2 separate regions of the Solanum lycopersicum genome follow, and region 2 is linked to region 1. The links are chromatin contacts, called in public HiChIP or PLAC-seq maps. All regions are on one chromosome and are shown on one strand. Each heading gives the region's core, a stretch centred on a gene start, on an enhancer-like site or on the middle of the called end of the contact. The rest is flanking DNA. Distances are from core to core; before and after follow the strand shown.

Evidence for each region. HiChIP or PLAC-seq counts read pairs in DNA pulled down with a chosen protein or histone mark.
Region 2: a contact with region 1 is called in an RNA polymerase II HiChIP or PLAC-seq map of leaf, with 6 times the contacts expected there. The contact joins the promoter of LOC101253945 here to the promoter of LOC101254542 in region 1. A contact is called at or near these places in 1 of 8 Hi-C or Micro-C datasets (leaf mesophyll) and 1 of 1 datasets of contacts at active chromatin or transcription factors (leaf).

The regions. Positions count from the first base shown.
Region 1 is chr10:45,812,852-45,819,739 of SLM_r2.1, reverse strand. LOC101254542 (cyclase-like protein 1) reads right to left here and starts at 2,765. Exons shown (of 5, transcript XM_004248712.5): 1 at 2,089-2,765; 2 at 1,500-1,544; 3 at 1,338-1,410; 4 at 1,072-1,246; 5 at 690-976. The coding sequence starts at 2,473. The coding sequence ends at 851.
Region 2 is chr10:46,213,502-46,220,389 of SLM_r2.1, reverse strand. It overlaps LOC101253945 (elicitor-responsive protein 1), which reads left to right and starts at 3,647. Exons shown (of 8, transcript XR_743539.4): 1 at 3,647-3,911; 2 at 3,997-4,101; 3 at 4,183-4,309; 4 at 4,425-4,496; 5 at 5,293-5,338; 6 at 5,433-5,751; 7 at 5,834-5,977; 8 at 6,068-6,250.

The DNA.
Region 1 (6,888 bases), core at 1,516-4,015:
GCTTTGGGACATTGACAATGCTTTTATTGTGACCGTTTGCCACTAAGACAGAATGGAGGAAAATGTAATGTCTTATTACTCTTATTTTTTGGTGCATTACTTTGCACATTGAATTATGCTAACAGTTTGACCGTTGAAGAATACATCAATTGCATTTGAACGTTGGGTTTCTTGGCAGAATGAGTGGTTGTAAACTATGACCATTACTTCTCCATATTATTTTTCCATTATCTCATTTGTTAATTATTTATTATTTTTTGTAACATATGTAATTTTTAGATCATTTATTTTCACTATTTATTACAACATTATTTTCTTATTCATTATTAGGAAGATTTCTTCTAGTATAAATTGTAGTGATATTCATTTGGTTTGTTGACACACATAACATACAAGAAAAATATAGAATATAAGAGTTAGTCAAAAAAATAGAGTTCTTATTAGTTGAAAGGAGCTTTGGACTCAACTCTTAACCAGAGTTGTATGAGTTATACTTTGTCAAGACTTTTGTATCCTGGAGGGGACAAATCAAAGAAGATTACTGCTGGACCGGTGAAAACATTTGATGCAGTGACATTGAATCTCTTTAAAGAGAGCGAAATATTCGCGCATATCTTCATTTTATTTTCAATTATAATCTTGTACTTGTTTGTTCGCTAACACCATGTAATAATGAGAATAAACATCAGTACGATCTCAACATTCATTTTTATTAGTACCCAGAACGAAATTTGCATAATCTCATGGGTAGACAAGCTAAAGGAATTTAAATTCCTCTTGGAAATTTTGTATTCACACAACGTAACGTATTATTTTATCCATGAAAAGTATCACAGTTGTCTTTACATTATTACTGGAAGAGGATGCACCTGGTAGGTGAACCATCTCCATGAACCAGCCTCAACGGTAGACAGTGAATTGTATAAACTCCTGGGACTGCATCATCGAGGTTGAGACCTTCCACTGGAATAATATCCTGATGCATTTATATAACAGAGAATCCTTAACTGAATACGAAATTATAGATTAGGCTTGCTATGTTGTAATTATGAAAACGGATGTTATACTTACTTTAGAATTAAGAAGATGTTGATGAACTTTAAGGAGCTCATCCTTGGGACTAATGGCAACAGATAAGTAATCAACACCAACGAGTTTGATGTCAGTATTCTGGGCCAAATACTCTGCTCCGTCTGAGGTGAATGCAGAATACGACGAATCATATTCTTTCTTGTACATCAGCCTCCTGTTTATGTTCATTATTCAACACCAAACGATCAAACAACTTATATGCGTAGGCTTTAAACAAGTGAATGGACGAAAAATCAAACAAGTACCTGTCTGTGTTTGATGTTCGAAAAAGAACACGTTTCACTCCTCGAGGTATGTTCAATGACCTCATAACTTCATCTGATGAACATGGTGAAAAATAGTATTTAGGGAGACAGATCAAGCGAATTTACAAGAAAATAATTAAGTAGGCAAGCAGGATATCACACCTGTAATATTCTTGTTCCGTGGAGTATCTACTACAAGAACTGGACCTGTATTCACACCAAAAATATGCTTTTTTACAGCTAAATTGTAGCAAAGAGCAAGTGTATTTAGTATGGCGAATTTAAACCAACAATATACCTAGTGTAATTTCATTATCATAACCCTACCATTGTAGATAAGAAACTGTTACCTAAAGACAACTTAAAAAATAGGGAAAAAATATGACTACACACTAGCACAATACAAAGCAACTAAAAAGAATACCAAGAAAAATAACAACACTAAAGTGGTAAGATACTATGCAAATACTCCATCAGTAGATGTCCACAATTGACTGAAAAGTACATGATAGATAGATGTAATTTTACCTAATCGCCCTTATTAAATATAAGAGGGCTAAAATTGAAAATGAATAGTATCTAATAGCAAGGTTAGAATAAGTACTAACATGATAAATTATTCATTGATCTTATAAATTGAGTAAATATTGTTGAACATTTCGAAATAATATAGTGAGAAGTAAAAGATGGACAGCCAAACATACAAGAAATTTATAGAAAATTAACAATAAATCCATAGGAGAAACATTACCATTCAAAGTTTGGAGATGAAGTGAAACAACATCGTAACCCGACTCGAATAATGTCTCATTGAAATGTCCAGGAGCATCAACGTGTGTACCAGAATGAGTAGTAAGTTTAAAAACAGAAAAATTATACAGATCACCCAACTTAATGCTAGTCTTAAGTTTTATATAGTTTCCAAGTCCACTTTTGGAATCATAAGCAGGCAAATCAGGAACATACTTGTGGCTAATGTCAATCACTTTCTTTTTCATATAATTTCTCTCTTCTCTCGTGATTTTTTGTAGATCTAATCTGCTCGCTGCCTCAGAGGCGCTTGCCACACAGACTAGTGTCAGTACGGCAGCAAGCAGAAGGAGAAGGGAGTACTGTGAATTGTTGGGATTAGTCATGGAGATGATTGATTGGAGAAGAGTTTTAAGTGGATAAAAGGGGAAGGAGAGATTTAAGGGCCTGTTTGGATCTATTTACTTTTAAATAGTTTCTGGAGTATTTAAATAAATTAAAAAGAGTGTTGTTTTTAAGTTCAAATGATAAAAATAAAACCCAAAATCATATGTTATAACTCAAAATTTTGACTTTGGCTTATCAATCATAATCAAAAGTCTATCCACGAGACTCTTGTGATGGATTGAAAATACAGAAAGTTGGTGACATATTGATTTGTTATTTTCATGCGACGCCAAATTTGACATTTGCCAGCAGCCCACACGTAGGGAAGGCAATGGAGCGGGGCGGGGCGGGGCGGTTGCGGGCCAAACCCGCTTAAATTTGCTAAGATCTCAACCTGTTCGGTTTCGTTTTACATAACATATTTTATTGTTTTTAACCCGTTCTGTCTACCCAGCAAAAATTTGCTCTGCTCAGTCCCATTTCACATATTTTGTAAAAAAACATTTCAAATAATAGGCTTAGTAAGTTTAACTCAATAAATTAAAATTTTGTTAGTTGTTAATCGCTAATATTAACATGTTATGACATTATTTTAACATTATAATGTTTTATAACTCTTTTAATTTGCCAGCAACATTTCTTTTTATGGATTTGAATTGATTACATTTGATGTAATAACAAAATATTAAATACAAGAAGTGAGATAATTTTTTCTTCTTTCTACTTTCTTAGTCATTCAAAATAGTTTACGTCTAAAAGTTATTTTAATAAATAATGTTATATCACTTTTATAACATGTAAAAAATTAAAATTAAGTTTTGACCCACGTGAAATTACATATACCCGCAACCTGCTCCGCCCCACATTAATTTAAAAAGAACTCACTTCCACCCACCCTGCACAACCTTAAACCCACCCCGCCCCGAGTAGCCTTAAACCCACACCACCGTGCCCCATTGTCATCCCTATCCACACGTAGGACAAGGTTGGATCTAAAGGGTAGCATTAATTATCACTTATATGTACAGGGGCGGAGCCAATTCCCATATCATGATATTTGAAGAGTATAAAATTTTATCTCATGATATAAAATTATGAGATAAAATCAATTAGCGTAAGATTGCATGTTCAAACGTTGATTTCCTTTCACGATTTCGTATCATAATATGATTTCACATGGTCAAATGTCTACTAATTATATTATCTGTTGACACCCAATTTTGGACCTCCATGATATAAATTAATCATCGAGTTTCTCAAATGCCAACGAGTTGAAATAATTGACTTCACAAAAATTTAAAATATTTCTTAAGTCATTTCAAAATAGCTTTAGTCGATTTTTATAATATTTGAATAATATATATTTTTATACGTCTTTATATAATTAAATTTATTTTTATAAAATATTCGAAATTCGTCTTAAAAGATTTTAGTTTTACTTAACACTTTATTAAATTAATTTGTCAAAATTAGTATCTTATATTTTGATTCCTTAGCTTATTGCTAAATTAATTATCTCATCTCGTTAAAGTGAAGAAGCTCGTTAATTAATAAATGACGATTCAATGTATTTAAGTTTTGGTCGAATTTCTTAATCAATTCATTTTGGTTAAAAAATTTAAAATTCATTAGGCCAAAATTGCAATCCATGGCCAAATCCTTAATTCAAAAATCTAATCCCTCTCTCAATTGGGAAACCGATTTGGGGCATTTGCTGATTGCAAATTTTAGGAAAAATTGTATATAATAGCAAACTAATAACCTAAAAGGAGTAGCTAGGGTTTGATTTAATTGTGCTCCATAGCAAACGTTTACAGAAAAAATTGCCAGACGCCTCTCTCCTAAATATCTCGCTCGTCATTCTCCTCCAATCTCTCGCTCGCTTCCTCACTTTTTATACAAATACAAGTGTATAAAAATTGTTTCTAATTGTATAAAGTAGAGAAACTTGTATAAATACATATACTTTTGTTTCCCTCTCTCCCTCTTCCAGATCTCGCTCGCCACTCTCTCAAATCTCGTTCGCCACCCTCGCCTTTCTCACTTATACAAACAGAAGCGAAATGTATAAATTGTGTTTCTGTTTGTATAAATCGTGAGAAAGTTGTATATACACATGCAAGTACATATATTTTCGTCTTATACACTTATAATTATACAATAAAAATACTCCCTGCCCAGTTTCTTTTGTCTTTCTCTCTTTCTCGTTTTATACAATTTTCAAATTGTATCTAATTTCTCTCTTTATTGTTTTATACAATTTGATTCAATTGTATATTCCTTGTCAAGTCTCTTTTGTCTTTCTCTCTTTCTCATTTTATACATATTCAAATTGTACATAATCGTTCTATACACTTATAATAATAAATTTCGTTTTATACACTTCATTTTTATACAGTTATCTGTCCAAGTGTCTTTCTCTTTCTTGTTTTATACACTTCGTTTTATACAATTTGTTTCAACTGTATATGTATAGCGAATTATACAGTTTCTATGTTTACTATGTTGAGTAATTATGCAAACTTTGCTATAGTATACAAATATAAATTTTTCATTTGCTATATGTGAAAATTGCCCAAATTCTACTTCCTTCCAGACGAATTTCCTGCCAGCCTAAATCCTTATTCTTCCAGTAATTCCAAAGAAGCCCACACCTCTTTTTGACCCGAGTCAGCCCTAAGAGCCCAACTTTCCAAAAGCGGATGTTAGCGATTCACGCGCAAAAGAAAGAGACTCAGCACCTCAGCGTGAGCACCAGCGTGTTTTTCCTTGCGTGTAATTCAGACATCAAATTCAGACGTAAAATCGAGCCCAGCGCTGCCCCCGTGCGCGTCACCTTCCTTTCACGCGTGAAACTGTCTATGTCTATCTTTAAAGGAAACTATCTTTACTTGTCTTTTGGTTTGTTCATCGCTCGATTGTTTTCAGCTTTAAAACATGGGAGAAGGGTCAAATATGCCCCTAAACTATTTGAAAAGGTTTAGATATACCCTCCGTTTAAAGATTGGTCCATTTATACCCTCGCCGTCCAACTTTTGGTCTACATATGCCCTTTTGAGCGTTAGTTGGCCAACTCGGAATATCCAACTCATTTTATTTTTATTCAAAAATGCCAAATGGATTTTCTACGTCATTTTTATTATTATCACTTGACATTTATATTCAAGGGAAAAGGGTCAAATATGCCCCTAAACTATTCAAAAGGTCTAGATATACCCCCGTTTAATGTTTGGTTAATTTATACCCTCGCGTCCAAACTTTTGGTCTACATATGCCCTTATGGATGTTAGTTGGTCAATTCGAGATATCCAGCTCATTTTACTTTTCTTTAAATGTCAAATGGATTTTCCACATCATTTTTATATATTATTACTTGACATTTATTTTAAACGAGAAAGGGGCATTTTATGCCCCTAACTATCCGACCTAATTTTAAAACACATATATGACCCGTCTTTTAAGTAATCTATACAACCTGACCCTTTTTTTAAATACCCTATATGGGTCGGATTAGGGCATAATTGAACCATTTAAATGGCGAACACTATCGTGCTCTGATTGAAACTACCGAGGAATCAATGGCACGACAACTAAAGGAAAAGGAAGTCGAAGTTTGAAAAGCGTTTAGGCGCAACGCAGAGCTGGAGGCGCAAATCTGGCAGGTAAGGGCTAGAGCAGAGGAATTCACCGCAACAACGTTACAGACACAACTGCAAGCTGCAGCAGGCAAAGATGATGTAAATAACAAAATAATTCACACATATATGAGTCGGATTAGGGGCATAATTGAACCATTTAAAAGACGGTCGTATATGTGTTTTAAAATTGGGTCGGATAGTTAGGGCATAAGTGACCCCTTTCTCTTTTAATATAAATGTCAAGTAATAATATATATAAATGATGTGAAATCCCATTTGGCATTTAAAGAAAAGTAAATTGAGTTGGATATTTTGAGTTGACCAACTAATACCCATAAGGGCATATGTAGACCAAAAGTTGGACGCGAGGGTATAAATGGACCAAACTTTAAACGGGATATATCTAGACCTTTCGAATAGTTTAGGAGCATATTTGACCCTTTTTCCCTTGAATATAAATGTCAAGGGATGATACATAAAAATGACGTGAAATATCCATTTGGCATTTAAATAAAAGTAAAATGAGTTGGATATTCCGAGTTGGCCAACTAACGTCCAAAAGGGCATATGTAGACCAAAAGTTGGACGGCGAGGGTATAAATGGACCAAACTTTAAACAGAGGGTATATCTAAACCTTTTCAAATAGTTTAGGGGCATATTTGACCTTTTTCCCTTAAAACATAGTTGAGAAAACATATGTCTTTATTTATTTTCCTGAGCATGGCTAAGTTTGTTCAATGTTGTAAGCTGTCTAAATTCTGAAAATCGTAGTCAA
Region 2 (6,888 bases), core at 2,398-4,897, 400 kb before region 1:
CACCTAACTAACTAACTACTTTTCTTCTAGTTGCTTCTAGAAGCTACATGTTAATTAGTCAAGCTGTACAATTGACTCTAACAGTTTTTAATTTTTTTGTTAAATGAAGAAGTCATAAGATAGTTGGTTGTAGGGCGGTAGTTTGAGAGCAAAGAGGTTTATTTAAATCTTGTTGGTGAAAAATTAGTATTACATACATAAGATTAATATTACTTTTGAATTCTCTATTACGTTTATTTTTTAATATTTTGAATCTTCTCAATAAAAAATTCAATTTTACCATGAAATACACAATGATACAAAAAAAAACTTAAATTTTAAAAAGACAAAGCATGTGATCGGTTAATCGATTCATATACTACTAATATATAAGTCGTAATAATGACACACTTCACAGTCGACAAGTCTGTATCAGTTGCGTGGTTTCCATATTTATATAAGAAGATTTATATTTTGCCCTTCACATTCTATGTTATTATTTCACATATCCTTCTAATAAAGCCATATTTTGGGATGCTTTGCGGTACTTTTCTAATATATATTTTGCCCTTAATATTGTATTTATTACTTCAGTTGTTTCATACTTTTATGTAAATAAAGCTACATTTTTGTGCCTTCTAAAGATGCTTAAAGTGCCTTCTAAAGATGCTTAAAGTCTTTCTTTCTTCATTCATTATCTTTGTTTGCTACTGTTTATTCCAACATCTTATTATTAGTTAATAAAAAATGTAAATTATTATAAACTATGATTACCGAGATATATAAATAATTGATCTAATTAATGAGAAATATAAGTTTTACATTTAATACTATGTTCATTCCAATTTTAGAAACATTATGTGACTAGATACAAGAGTTTGAAAAACAGAAGGCGAATTTTAAATTTGTATTCTAAAACAAGTCTCTAAAAACATACTATTAAAATGTGATTAACTCTCCATATTTCACACTTGCCATATAAATTGAGATAATAAAAGTAACATATATTATTTAAAAATTAATTTATGAATATTATAAATCATTACTTATAGTATGAAAAAAAATATCAAAAATTGATTTACTCTCCGTATTTCACAAGTGTCACATGTAAATTGAATAAGAGCTATATATTATTTTAAAATTATGTACTTAAATTGATGAACTTTCAAAATATCACACGTGCCACATATATTATTCGGAAAAGGGTCAAAATTGCCACTGAAGTATGCGAAATAGACCACTTATACCCTCCATTATATTTTGTGATCAAAAATACCCCTGTTGTTATCCTTGGAGACCACAATACCCTCAAGAGTTAACACTCAATTTTTAGTGACTTGACATGTCACATGGAACTAATCCCTCCACCTAAGTGTTTCCAACTAAGATTCACTACAAAAGAACTTGATCTTTAGTAGCGATAAAGTTGCCACAAAATCTCAAAATATTGCCACTACAGGTTGCAAGTGATTTTTAGTGACGACTAATAGTTAAACCTATTTTTTCAAAAAAAAGTATGGTAATTAATTTTCGATTGCAACCTAATTTTCTACAATAAATAACTTGCAATGTCAATATTAAAAACACCCAATATTACTACGAAAAATCATGAAAATTACTTCTTGATTCACATCTCCTACTATATAATGCATAATTGTACATTTTATACATTTACTTATAACATAAACATAAAACATACAGTGTCTTAAAACTCCTACTTAATCGATATCATTTTAGTTTTTTTAAAAAAATAATGAAGAAAAAATACAAAATTAGAATTTAATAGTAAAAACTTTTAGTGACGATTTTTTGAGCTTTTCTGGCGATTGTTGTCGCCATTAAAGGTCTAGTTCTTTTGTAATGCATCCTAGTTGGCAATAATTAGGTGGAAGGATTAGTCCCACGTGGCTTGCCAAGTCAATGAAAATATGGGGTGTTAACGCTTGAGGATATATATGATTTCTTAGGATAACAACATGAGTATTTTTTTAAATCTAAAATGTAACGAAGACTCTAAGTGATCTGTTTCACATAGTTCAGGGGTAACTTTGACCCTTTTTCGTATATTATTTAACAAATGCATTTAAGATATTATAAAAATAATTAACAACAAAATCATGTAATTAAAAAAATAAAGTAATATACATTGGGCCCGGGCTTATCCGGGCTTTTGTATCTAGTATATATAAAAGAGTTCTCAATGACTAAATTAAAGTTATTACAACTTGCAACACTCAATTTCTAGGTCGTCATATTCAACTCTTGTTTTTCTATCTACTTCTATTTTTTGACAAATTCACAAAAATATGTGATAGGAACATTACCACTAATTCTCTCTTCTTCTTTTTTTTTTGGCGTTTGGCATTAACAATCTCTTTTTGATTGTTTTAGTTTTAACTCTCAAGTAACATTGTTCAATGAATATTTTCTTCACACAATCTTTATTGATGTAATCTCCTTAATTTGAAGCATACTATGAACAAGGTCTTCCTTGTAGGATAAGGTGTCATATACTTTTATTTTGTGTGTCAATAACATGACTTGGGTCATAAAAAAGTCGATTCAACATTAATATATTATAATGAAGTCGACATGCTACAAGTCCAACTCTTTTAAGAATTGGATCGAAACCAATATTTTTGAGGGTTGATGCTAACTTTTCCTTTTCTATCCAAATATACGATGCCTTTATTGGTGACTCTTTGAATAAACAAAGACAACTTCTTTCGACTTTACTTCTAAATATAATTTCTGATAGTTTTGCGCCATTTTGAATCATTCTAGAAAAAATTTCTTCAAAATATCATAAAATATTTTTCAATTAATTAAAAAAAAAAATATATATATATATATATATATATATATATATATATATATATATATATATATATATATATATATATATATATATGAATGAATGACATCATCTTTCATATATAGAATGCCTCAAACACAGTCATTTGAATACTTGTTCAATAACAATTTCACCAAATTGCTAGGAATGTTCAATAACAATTTCACCAAATTGCTAAGAATGTTGTAAAAGTAAACTCAGGATGACCTTTACATAGTTGTTCTATTTTATCTATATACTCTTTGTCAAGGGTGAATATATTATTACTTGTATGAATTCAATCCATAATTTTTTGGCGTTAGATCATAAATTTATATCAACTTTATTAAAAATTATGATAGATAATAAATACGAATACATATTTTTAACTATAACACGTTCAAAGCCAAAATATTAAGAGGTTAAATTTATAAGATTCAAATTCTAAATCCACCTCTATACTTCATATAGTTTTTCTTCCTTATTAATTTCTTTACTTATAAGATATAAAAGTGTCTATTTTAGATTTTTAGGATTATGAGAAAGACATACTTTATTACACCTAAAACTCCAATATTTGGTTTGTCTTATTTGACATTTTTCAATTTTTTAGAGTCAAATAATTTAAATTAGACAAAAAATTTGCATATAGAATCTTTATTTTTTAAAAAATAAAATTTACAAATTTACAAACTAAATAATATAAGTTACAATAATTGATTATTAAAAATATTTATGAAAGTCTTCTCTTTGAAAATAGAATTTGTTTGAATTTTGAAATTTAAAGATATCTTGTAAAATGGATAAGAGGGAGTATTTGAAATAATCCATTACATAAATGTTTTAGTCATTGACGCTATGATTTTGTAACGCGCATTCTCCGTTTCTAGTCAACGAAATAATTTTAATATAAGTCAAAGAAATGAACACGAAACCTCCTATTGGTTGATTTGTTCTCTTTATAAAATAAATAAAAACCCTCATTTTTTTTCCTTAGCTAATTTTAAACCCAAATTCCTCGTCATCGTTGTCTTCTTTCTTCTTCTACTTTCCATGTCGATAGCATATGGCATCCAAGGCCAACTCCTTGAAGTAACTGGTACGAACTTCATTCAACTACAGCTAAAATACTGAGATTTTATGAATTACTTTTCATTATTTACTTTGAATTTTCGTTTTTGTAGTTGTTGCTTGTAATAAACTGAAGGATACTGAATGGATTTCAAGGCAAGATCCGTATGTTTGCCTTGAATACGGAAGTTCTAAATTCCGTACTCGTACATGTACAGGTACAAATTGAATGGATTTATATCTGTTAACTATCATTTTTGGTGAATTTTGATGAGATTCATGCTTTTGTTTGTATGTAGATGGCGGTAAAAACCCTACGTTTCAAGAGAAATTTGTGTTTAAGCTAATTGAAGGGTTGCGAGAGATCAATGTTGTTGTGTGGAATAGCAATACTGTTAATTCAGATGATTTTATAGGGAGTGGAAAGTAAGTCTCAATTTGTTTTCTCTTGACTGATTTGGATTTGTTGTTGAGTTGATTGAATGATCTATTTAGTTTGTTAGTTGAGTGTTAATGATTAAATTATTTAATTTAATTCTAGGGTTCAACTACAGAAGGTTCTCTCACAGGGATTTGATGATACTGCTTGGCCACTTCAGAGGAAGAACGGCAGGTATATTGATAAAAACAACTGCTATTTCTTGATGAATTTTGCTATGGTCTTTCTTTTACGGCGAGAATTGTGTTTATAGTCCTTCTAAGTTTGAATTTGTATCTTTTTTTGTTTGTTTTCTTTGACAAAATGTTCTACATTGTGATTCCACTCTTTCATGTGACATTAATATGACAATTTGCGACACCAAGGTCTGGGATGTATGGATATGATGTGATTCTTTTCATTCATCACTGAAGTTCTTCATTTCATCATTATTGATTAACATAGACCTGTCTATAACTAGCCATCAACTTACTTCCGGACAGTGATGCAGGTGGAACTTAAGCTTTCATAAGCTATTTGTATTCTGTAAAAGTGTTGAATTTTTTTTTGTTCAACTTTCTCCCTGTTAATTGTCTACTTCTGGTAGTCAAAGGGGTCATGGATCAGCTCTTTCTACAAAGAGCCTTATAGACCTTTAGGCATACTAGACACAATTGGGTCACATGTTGGCTTCAAGTTTGGTGAAGAATTAGGGGTAGTTGAGGTTCAATATACTAGATATGAGGCGAGGAATTATTGATTACCTTGCAGGATATAAGTTGAGTCAACAGGAGGTGTAATTTGTTTTCTCACATAAAAGGTATTTAGTCAGCACACCAAGTACTGATACTGGTGGATTCATGGGGGCTATAAAGATTTTTTCTTGATAGTATTTGTGAGGTCATTGGAGACGAATGAAGAGAGCAGCTTTTTCAACACTTGTGTATTCCTAATGAAATCACAGTGTAACAGAAGTATATTTCTTTTACAGGCATGCAGGAGAAGTTCGACTAATAATGCACTATGCAAATACCAATGTAAGTGCCGCCGTCTTTTCTTAGAATTTCCTTCTTGCTTCCCACCCCAAAAATCTTTTAATGTCTTTAACATGAATTTCTCTTTTACTTCCAGAAGCCAGCAACAAGCCATGCTCAATCAGGCCCTCCATTTGTTACACCAACTCCTGGATCATATCCATATTCAGTAGCTCCACCACATGTAGCTTCTCACCCAACACCTTCTGGCTATCCAGCACCATCTCCTTATTCCACAGCCTCGCCTCCTTCAGCATTTTATCCAGCTTCTCCTTATTCCACAGTCCCACCACCTCCAGCAGCATATCATTCAACATCTCTTTATCCCCCTCAATCGGCTGCTTATCCTTCACCTTACTCATCATCTGCGTATCTGCCTCAGCCTTATCCACCACAGGGTTACTCTTATCCCCCAGGTAAATCTTGTAAGATGTGAATTTCTTACTCTCCCCTGGTATGTCAATTACGGTTAACTATTTATTTTTGTTGTCTTGCCAGGTCAATACCCTGGAGTCTATCCTCCACGATCGTATTGATGCTATGTTCTTAAATGCCTGGACAAGGATTGTGCACAAACAAGTACTTGCTGAGTTTTCATTTATTAGTGTGGTATCATGTCTCTTCAGGACTTCTCCATGACCTGTCAGTGATTGCTATGCTGAAATTGTTTAGTATTTGTAGAATCTGGAAATTATTCAAACAAAGCTTATGTTTTGTGCCTGTACTATGTAGGAGTATTCCCAAGCGAAATGTACAGAATTTTCTTGTCTGATAGGCTCCACCGGCTTTACATGGAACACTTCAGATTGTACTTTTGTGATTTTATACTTCCTGTTAGAATTGTTGATATGGCTACTTTTTGTATGTTGAACAAAATATATATATTTTTTGGAATATTGCCTCTTGGCCACTGAATTTGAATTAAGGTTTTAGTTTTCATAATATTCTGTTGGGAAGTAACTTGCTTAGTCGTTTGATTGGTTGAGAATACCTTCAAGTGCTATGAACTTCTCTTGGATGCTTGTACAAGTACTTCCTGCCTGATGAGTACTATTTGCCATTCTCAGCTTCTGTTTTAAATTTGAGTAATAGTGTATCAAAAATTAAGTGCACAAAGAAATAAGATAAGGACTCCAGTTCCAACACTTATCGTTATATTAAAAGTAGAAGCCTAATTGTACTTGGTTCATATGTTGGGTATTTTACCAAGGACGCTCAACTCATCATCGATACTAGAAAAGGAACCTAGAATTACAAGACACCTAAGAAGAGAGGACTTCTCTCAAATACAGAGTATCTAGAGAATCATAAAAAGAGAGATCTTCACTTATAAAAGTAAAAAAAAAAGAGAATCTACTAGAAATAAGACATGTTCAAAGAAGCTATCACTAACACAAGAACTAGCATACATGGAAAGGATAATGTATAAAAAGGTGGTATATTTGTATTTGTACCAAAGCTCGTAAATAGATCAAGTGTGACTAAATCAACCTAATTGGAATTTATGTTTGATAGCGACCGTGTTATACTTCTTAACCGGAGGTGTAATTTGA